Linked DNA regions of Sus scrofa: region 2 is linked to region 1. The links are chromatin contacts, called in public Hi-C maps. All regions are on one chromosome and are shown on one strand. The core of a region is the stretch at or near the end of the contact, and the rest is flanking DNA. Distances in the headings are between cores, read along the strand shown. Region 1 holds the start of FAM47E (protein FAM47E). Region 2 holds the start of STBD1 (starch-binding domain-containing protein 1).

Evidence for each region. A called contact is a pair of places that touch in the nucleus more often than the background predicts.
Region 2: a Hi-C map of skeletal muscle shows a contact between it and region 1, with 7 times the contacts expected there. The contact joins the promoter of STBD1 here to the promoter of FAM47E in region 1. A contact is called at or near these places in 1 of 5 promoter capture datasets (liver), 6 of 47 Hi-C or Micro-C datasets (alveolar macrophages, epiblast stem cells, fetal liver and 2 more) and 2 of 2 datasets of contacts at active chromatin or transcription factors (alveolar macrophages and skeletal muscle).

What each region holds. Positions count from the first base shown.
Region 1 is chr8:71,938,356-71,941,824 of Sscrofa11.1, reverse strand. FAM47E (protein FAM47E) reads right to left here and starts at 1,528. Exons shown (of 8, transcript XM_013978791.2): 1 at 1,234-1,528. The coding sequence starts at 1,307.
Region 2 is chr8:71,980,469-71,984,249 of Sscrofa11.1, reverse strand. STBD1 (starch-binding domain-containing protein 1) reads right to left here and starts at 1,263. Exons shown (of 2, transcript XM_003129093.4): 1 at 414-1,263. The coding sequence starts at 1,080.

The DNA of each region.
Region 1 (3,469 bases), core at 279-2,778:
TATGAGACAACATTTTTTTTCTTTTTAGGGTTGCACCTGTGGCACATGGAGGTTCCCAGGCTAGGGGTCGAATCAGAGCAGTAGCCACCAGCTTACGCCACAGCCACAGCAACACCAGATCCTTAACCCACAGAGTGAGGCCAGGGATTGAACCCACAACCTCATGGTTCCTAGTCAGATTCATTTCTGCTGCGCCACAACGGGAACTCCCATGACAACATTTTACAGAACTATACACACACGAAAACTGGTGAAATTCAAGTAAAGTCTACAGTCTAGTTCACATATGGCACCAGTGCTGATTTCCTGGTTCCATAACAGTACTATCTTTATGCAAGATGGTACCACTGGAAGCAGCTGGAGGAAGGGTACATGGGACCTCTGCACTATATCTGCAACTTCTTGTGAGTCTATAATTATTTCAAAACAGAAAGTTTGAAAATGGGGGTGGGAGAAGATTCTCAAAGAGTTGGTTAATTGCGAACATGTACACAGCGTGTGTATGTGACCGTAACTGCTTAACGTGTGCCATGTAGGTTAATCTTCACTACAATACTGTAGAGTTAATTCCTTTTATTGTCCCCATTTATTGTTAAGAAAACCCAGCCGGGAAAGAGCAGCTAACTTGCCCAAGGTCACCCGTCAAATAAGAGGAGAATGTCCCTTCACCGCTAGCCTTTCTGATTCTAGACTTTGGAATCTTAACCGCCACCAGGACAGCTTAATTCCGTTCTCAAATACAGATCAAGAAATTAGCAAAGAGCCTCGGCTTCCTGCCCTGTGGCAGTGACACCAACCATCGAAAATGGCAGCAGACACACGCCAGTACCCGAGGCACTCCCCAAACACGGGCTCAGCTTGGCCGCAGTCACCAGCTGGGTGGCCAAGGTGCAAGATCCAGCTGCTAACCCGGAGAAGGGTGGGTCGCAGACTAAACCAGTCTCCGCGGAAGACTGTGACTATTAGTTTCCCATCAGGAAGGCGTATATTAATCTCCATCTCCTGAGGGGTTGGGAGGATAACAGAAAGATGTCCTTTGCAGTGAGGGGCGTCGCGCGCGCGGTTATATTCCATTCCGGTCATTTAGGAGCGGGACACCTTGAGAGTGAAAGGCAGCTGAGCCCTCCCTCCGCGGCCCGGGGCCCTCCCCCGTCCCCAGCCCCAACAAGCACGAGGTGCAGGCGCCCCCAAGTGGCACCGGCCCGATGCGCCCTCGCGAGGGCGCGCGCTTACCGGGGCCCGCAGCTGATGCCCACCGGCACCCGGGCCTGCGCTGCGGGCGGGAACCGTACCCTGCGGTCAGCCATGGTGCCCGGCTGCCCGCTCGGCCTTGTGTAGGGCGCGTTCCCAGCCGCTCGGGTCGCTAGGAGACCGCGGAGTGGTGCGCGGCCCAGACTCGCCCCCGGCGCGCCCTTGCGCAGCTCAGCTGCTCCCCGGGAACCCGTGGCCCTGGGGTCCCTGCGCCCCCCAACTCCCGCCGCCCCCGAGCCTTCGCCAGCGCCGCGGTGCGTGGACCTTGGCAGCCGAAGTACGAAGGATCAGGTTCTGGTGTCATCGTGTTTGAATCTGTTGGGAAAGCGCGTTCAGGCTTTTGGGGGGGGGGGGCGGTCACCATCGTTTCAAAAAATTTGTTGTTAAAGCAAAGGAACATCGCGGCTGGAGAGGCAGCAAGAGAAAGAGTGAAAAGACTAGACCCATTTCTAATCGTGAGAAGGCCTTTTGGCACGGAATGATTTTCTGGAGGTCTGGGTACTCCGTGAGCCTCACCGCCTCTGTAAATCCAGGGCTGCGTACTGCTATCTAGCTAGTCACCAGCTGGATTCGAGTCCCTTCCAGATTTGTGTTACTTGACTCTTGCCTCAACGCACTTCAGCAGTGAAATTGCTATGCAGTTGGCCCTGGTAGGCAGATGCCCAGATGAATATGGATTGAGGGAAGTTGTGTTTTGGGTTTGCCAAGTTCTCTTGCTACTTCTGAGTGTTCCTGATTTAAATAGTAAGCATCGCTTCTAGAGGAAATAGGAGCAAAAAATTCTCTTCTCGCAAAATTATTGCAGTAGTTATATTGTGTCTGTTATCGTGCAATACTTTTGTGTGTGGGGAATACTTTTTGTCGTCATTTAAAGATGTGTCTTCAAACTTCCTGGGAGTAAATTAGCTTCCCCCTTGGGCACCTGTTAAATATCTACGCGTGGTAATAAAGGTGCCCCAGCTGCTACTGGTTCTAGCATCTTCACTCGCTGCGTGTGTTCTGCTGCCTTTTCTGGGCACAGTGGAAAGCCCTGGAGTCCCACCTCCTGAGATAAGTCATGATTCTGTCACTTAATAATTATGCACCCCCCCCCAGGCACAGTTGCTGAAACTTGTTTTAGCTTCACTGATTTCACATAGAGTTATTGGGGAATTCAATGAGATAATGAATGGAAAGCATTTAACCCAGTGCTGGCAGGTAAGAATTCCTCGAGAACTCCAGAGTAGTAGTATTATCTCAGCTGTGAACTGGGGAATGATCATATTTGCCTGGCTACTTCACAGAGCTGTTATGAGTCAGTTCATGGAGAAAGCTACAAATGTCATCATGCTAATGAGCCCCATTAGTTGTTTATTAGTATCTTTGATAAGAACTTTAATACTAGTTTGATTGCAAATTCAAGCTTTTATTACTTTGAGGAAGTAGGATTTCTCCTTAGGACTGAGAGTGAGGGTCATGTCCACCTTGCTTCTAGTACTGTGCATGGCACACAGTAGGTGCTCATTCAACACATCTTGTCTGTTACGGCCCTGCTAGGTGCTGGGGATGCAATGGGGAATAAAACAGACCGGGTCTTTGTGATCCTTTTACAGGGTTTTGAGGCAGGAGGTAGATGGGCCCCTGCGCTGAAAACAGCTGAGACTTGTTAGGCCCAGGAAACTGAGCCTTGTTTCTCTGTGACACTTAAAGGAAAAAGGTAATTGCAGGAGCTGAGCTCCGCTGGAATCCAGAGATAAGATTGTGAGAATGGCTGGGAAGGAGGGGGCAGAGGCTGGAGCAATGAGATTGCCAGGGGAGTTTGTTGACCAAGACATTGGTCTCAAACCCTGAGCAGGCAAGACTTCCCCACCGCCGCAGGGGAGTGCTTGATTTTTTTATAGACAGGGGCGTTTTGTTGAGCAATGTAGTCTGTGGCCTTGGGGCTTATCTTTGTCTTTGGGAACTTATCCGTTACATGGGCCTGCTTGATAAGAGGGAGTCTGTGTCCTTTTAGGCCTTGTTTCATGTTCCATCTAGAAAGATGACCATTCAATCACTCCTGGGGTCAAGGAGAGCTCCCCAATTACACATGCGCAGTAAGACTGTAGGGGTCAGAAAGGGAGGAGGCTCCAGGCCATAATAAGTCCTGATACCTCCTGGCACCCTTTGCCCTGGAATCCATCTTTGTCAAAAGATGTGCACGCACGTTGGGGAGGGTCCTGTGTCCAGTCAGGTGTGA
Region 2 (3,781 bases), core at 14-2,513, 43 kb before region 1:
AGGGTGGCGGGATCCCCTAACCCGAAGCATTCCTTTCCGAAGGCCCGGAAGGGGCGCCGCCGCCGCAGCCGCCCGCACTGCACCAAGCGCCGCCAAGCGGAGGAACCCAACCCCGCCGGAGGGGCAGGGGCAGGTCCCCGCGGGCTGGAGCTGAGGGCAGCGACTCAGCGGGGCGCGGCCCTGGACGAACCGCCAGGGCATCTCCTGGGCCTCGCCTCGCTGGAGGCGAGAACCCGCCCGGCGCGTGCACACCAGCTGGGGGGAAATCGGGCCGCGGGGAGGGTCCACTCCTGGGTGAGGGAAGCTAGCCCCCGGGTATGGGCCGCCACGGAACTCCAGACGGGGTTTTCCTTCCCTCGGGGAACTTCTAACCCCCCTGGTGATCTGCCCTCAAGACCAGGGAGGAAGAATACCTGGTTTGGTGACCGGCTCCCGCCTAGAAGGTCCAGGGCTCAGTCCGCCGCCGCCACCCTGATCGCCTCCCGGAGCCGCCGCCTCCCCTGAAGGAGCGTCCTTCCGCTGCTCCGCGTCCCCCTCCTTTCCCGTGTCCCGCAGCAGCCAAACGAAAAGCGCTCCGGCCAGACCCCCTCCGACCAGCAGGGCAGACCAGACGGCGCCCATGGCTGAGAGGCCGCAGCTGCGGGAGACGACGGCGATCGAGGCCCGGGCTCGGGTCACGCAGGCAGAGCCACACCTACCCAACCCGCTCCAGCCTTTTACGGTCCCTGGCCGCAGGCGCTCCCACGCGGAGCCCAGCCCTCCGCGACTAACACTCAACTTTCCCAGCCCCGCCCCACTCCCCGCCCCGGGGCTGCAGCCCCAGGCTCCGGCCCGGCGGATACGCGAGCGCCCTCCTTCTCCAACCTCTTCCCTTCCCGACCCCGCCGGTCGCCGGCGGCCGGGAGCACTGGGCGTCCGGGTCCAAGTGCGTCCCGCATGGCTGAGGACCCCAGGGCGCACGGCTTCCGCGCGCCAACCCGCGCCGGCCACGCCGCCTGCTCTTCCCGCTGCAGCTGCCCGCCAGGCCCAGCCCTGCTTGGGGCAGTTCCGGGCACCTCGCCGCCTCCTCTTTACAAACATTCAGCAGCAGCGCGGCCACATAGAAGCCGGAGCTTCCTAGAACTTCGACGCGGAAGACGCCGATGTGCGTCGGAGACGAGCGGGGCTGGGGCGGGTGAGCTGGGGTAGATCCAGAGCACAGCGGGTGCGGTAGAACTTCCATTCCGCCGCCCGTTAGCTGCACTTGGTCTCCGCAAGCCTCCGCCTTCCCACCCGGAAAAGGAAGGGATTGGGCTAAGATCATCCATCAGTAAATGCCAGTCATCTCAAACACATCCAGTCATTGCTTCTTCCTCGACCTCTTTTTGGGGTGCGTGGTTGTCACAAAATGCGCGCCCTCCAGACTGGACTGGATGTTGCCCAGAGGCAGGTTTCTGCAGACGGGTTTATTAATAAAAATTGCAAAGGCCTTTTAAGTGCTGTGGGTGTGCCTGGTGTTAATGTATTTATTTAGTTTGATTCTCACACAACCACCACCACCCTGGGAACTAAGAATTATATACATTGCTTTCTAAATTCACTCTTCTGCCAATCTGGTGGCTTTACCCACCAGCTTCAAGCTAATGATCCCCATATTTGTATCTGCAGGGAGAGCCATTTCCTTGACCTACACGCTCCTACATCCAACTGCTAAGGCCACAGCTGGCAGATATTCGCCTTGGAGTAATTACTACGATGGCTTCTCTGGTAAAACAAATCGCTCAAATGTGCCCCGTGCACGAGCAGACAGAAGTCCCTGACAGGTTGCAAGACTGGGCCAGTAGAGCTGCTGATGCTGGTGCTTTGGCTCAGGTCACAGCCCCTATCATCAAAAGGTCAGGGGGAGAGGGAAAGTGGGGAAGGAGACCAAGCCAGCTTGGGCCTGCTTTTTCGATGCTAACAGACGTCTCAAACCCAGCTCACTCAAATCTGACATGCCCAAAACTGTTCCTTGCTCCCACTTCATCCCAGGAAGTGGCGACCACATCCTTTCTCCTTGCTAAAAAGTGTCATCTTACCCTCTTTTTACCCCCACTCATTGGAGGCAGTGGCAAATTCTGGTCTTGTTTCTTCGAAATATATTCAGAATTTTACTTCTCCCTGCAGCGAGTGCCACCCTGCTCTGCCACCATTACGTTTCTCCTGGATTACTGCCATCACCTGGCCCAGGGATCCCCACTTCCACCCTTGAGTCCCTACATCATTTCAAAGCAGCAGTCTGAATGATCCTGTCTAAACACTCCCATCTTCTGGGCTTCTGCTCAAGACTCTCCAATTGCTCTACATCTCCTAGCAAAAACCTTTCAGAAGGATAGCATCTGTCCCCCAGGTCCTCTCCCAGCTCATCTCCATCTCCTCCTCCCTGGCTGAGTCATCCTTCCTGCAGATAGCCATCCAGACATCCAGCCTCTCTCCCTTTCCCTCTTCTTTTTTGCACAATGTCATCTGCCCTTGATAATCCCCATTGCAATTACATACATCCCCTTCTCCATGTGCCCTTTTCCTGCCTTATTTTTCTCCTTACCATTTAGGACACCAAATCTAATACAGTGTAGAATCCATGGATTTGTTCTGCCTAATTCCACTTTCCTCTCCTTACAATGTACTAGGAGTTGCTGCTGTGGCACAGTGGGTAAATGATCTGACTTGTGTCTGTGGCATTGCCGGTTCAATCCCCGGCCTGGTGCAATGGGTTAAGGATCCAGATTCAGTCCTGGGCCCTGAAAATTCCTTATGCTGAGGGTGAAGCCAGAAAAGAAAAATGTAAAAGCAGGGTTTATTGACAGCAGGATGTATTATCCTTTGTTTTCTGCTGAATTCCTGGCACCTGAAACACTCCTGAAGCCATCCCTCAAAAAGTATAGTACAGGTTGAGGAGTTCCCTTGCAGTGAAGTGGGTTAAAGATCTGGAATTGTCACTGCAGTGGCTCAGGTCACTGCTGTAGCTCAGGTTTGATCCCTGGCCAGGAAGTTCCACATTCTGGGGGCAAAGCAAAAAAAAAAAAAAAAAAAAAAAAAAAAAGTACAGATTAAGTAAATGAATTAAAAGCTTCACGTGGTCACAGTCTGAAGCAGTACTGTTAACCTCTTTATATGGATTTTACCTGCATTTTTAAAGTACAATGAAGATGCAGATTTGGGTTTTTTTGTCAAGTAAATTTTATCTTTTTCTTTTTTTTTAGGGCCGAACCTGTGGCAAATGGAAGGAAGTTCCCAGGCTAGGGGTCAAATTGGAGCGGCAGCTGCCAACCTACACCACAGCCACCACAAAGCAGGATCCAAGCTGCATCTGCAACCTATGCCCACCAGATCCTTAACCCACTGAGCAAGGCCAGGGATCAAACCCAAATCCTCATGGGTACTAGTTGGATTCTTAACCCACTGAGCCACAATGGGAACTCCCAGATTTCTTTTCTTAAACTAATTAGGGAATTGACGATGAACTTTTTAAAGACCTCTAAAGTTTAAAACCACTGACAACCAGACGTACATTTCAATCCAGGCAGCTTTATGATAATAAAACTAATCTTGAGATGAGTATGAATGAAATAAGAAGTGGTAGCAAAGCTGTTTTTAAGAAAATGAATGTCACTATATAAAATAACATTCTCTCTTTTTTTTTTCTTTTTTAGGGCCCCACCTGTGGCATATGGAAGTTCCTGGGCTAGGGGCTGAATGGAAGCTGCAGCTACCAGCCTATGCCACAGACACAGCAACTTGCAATCAGATCCACAGCATATAG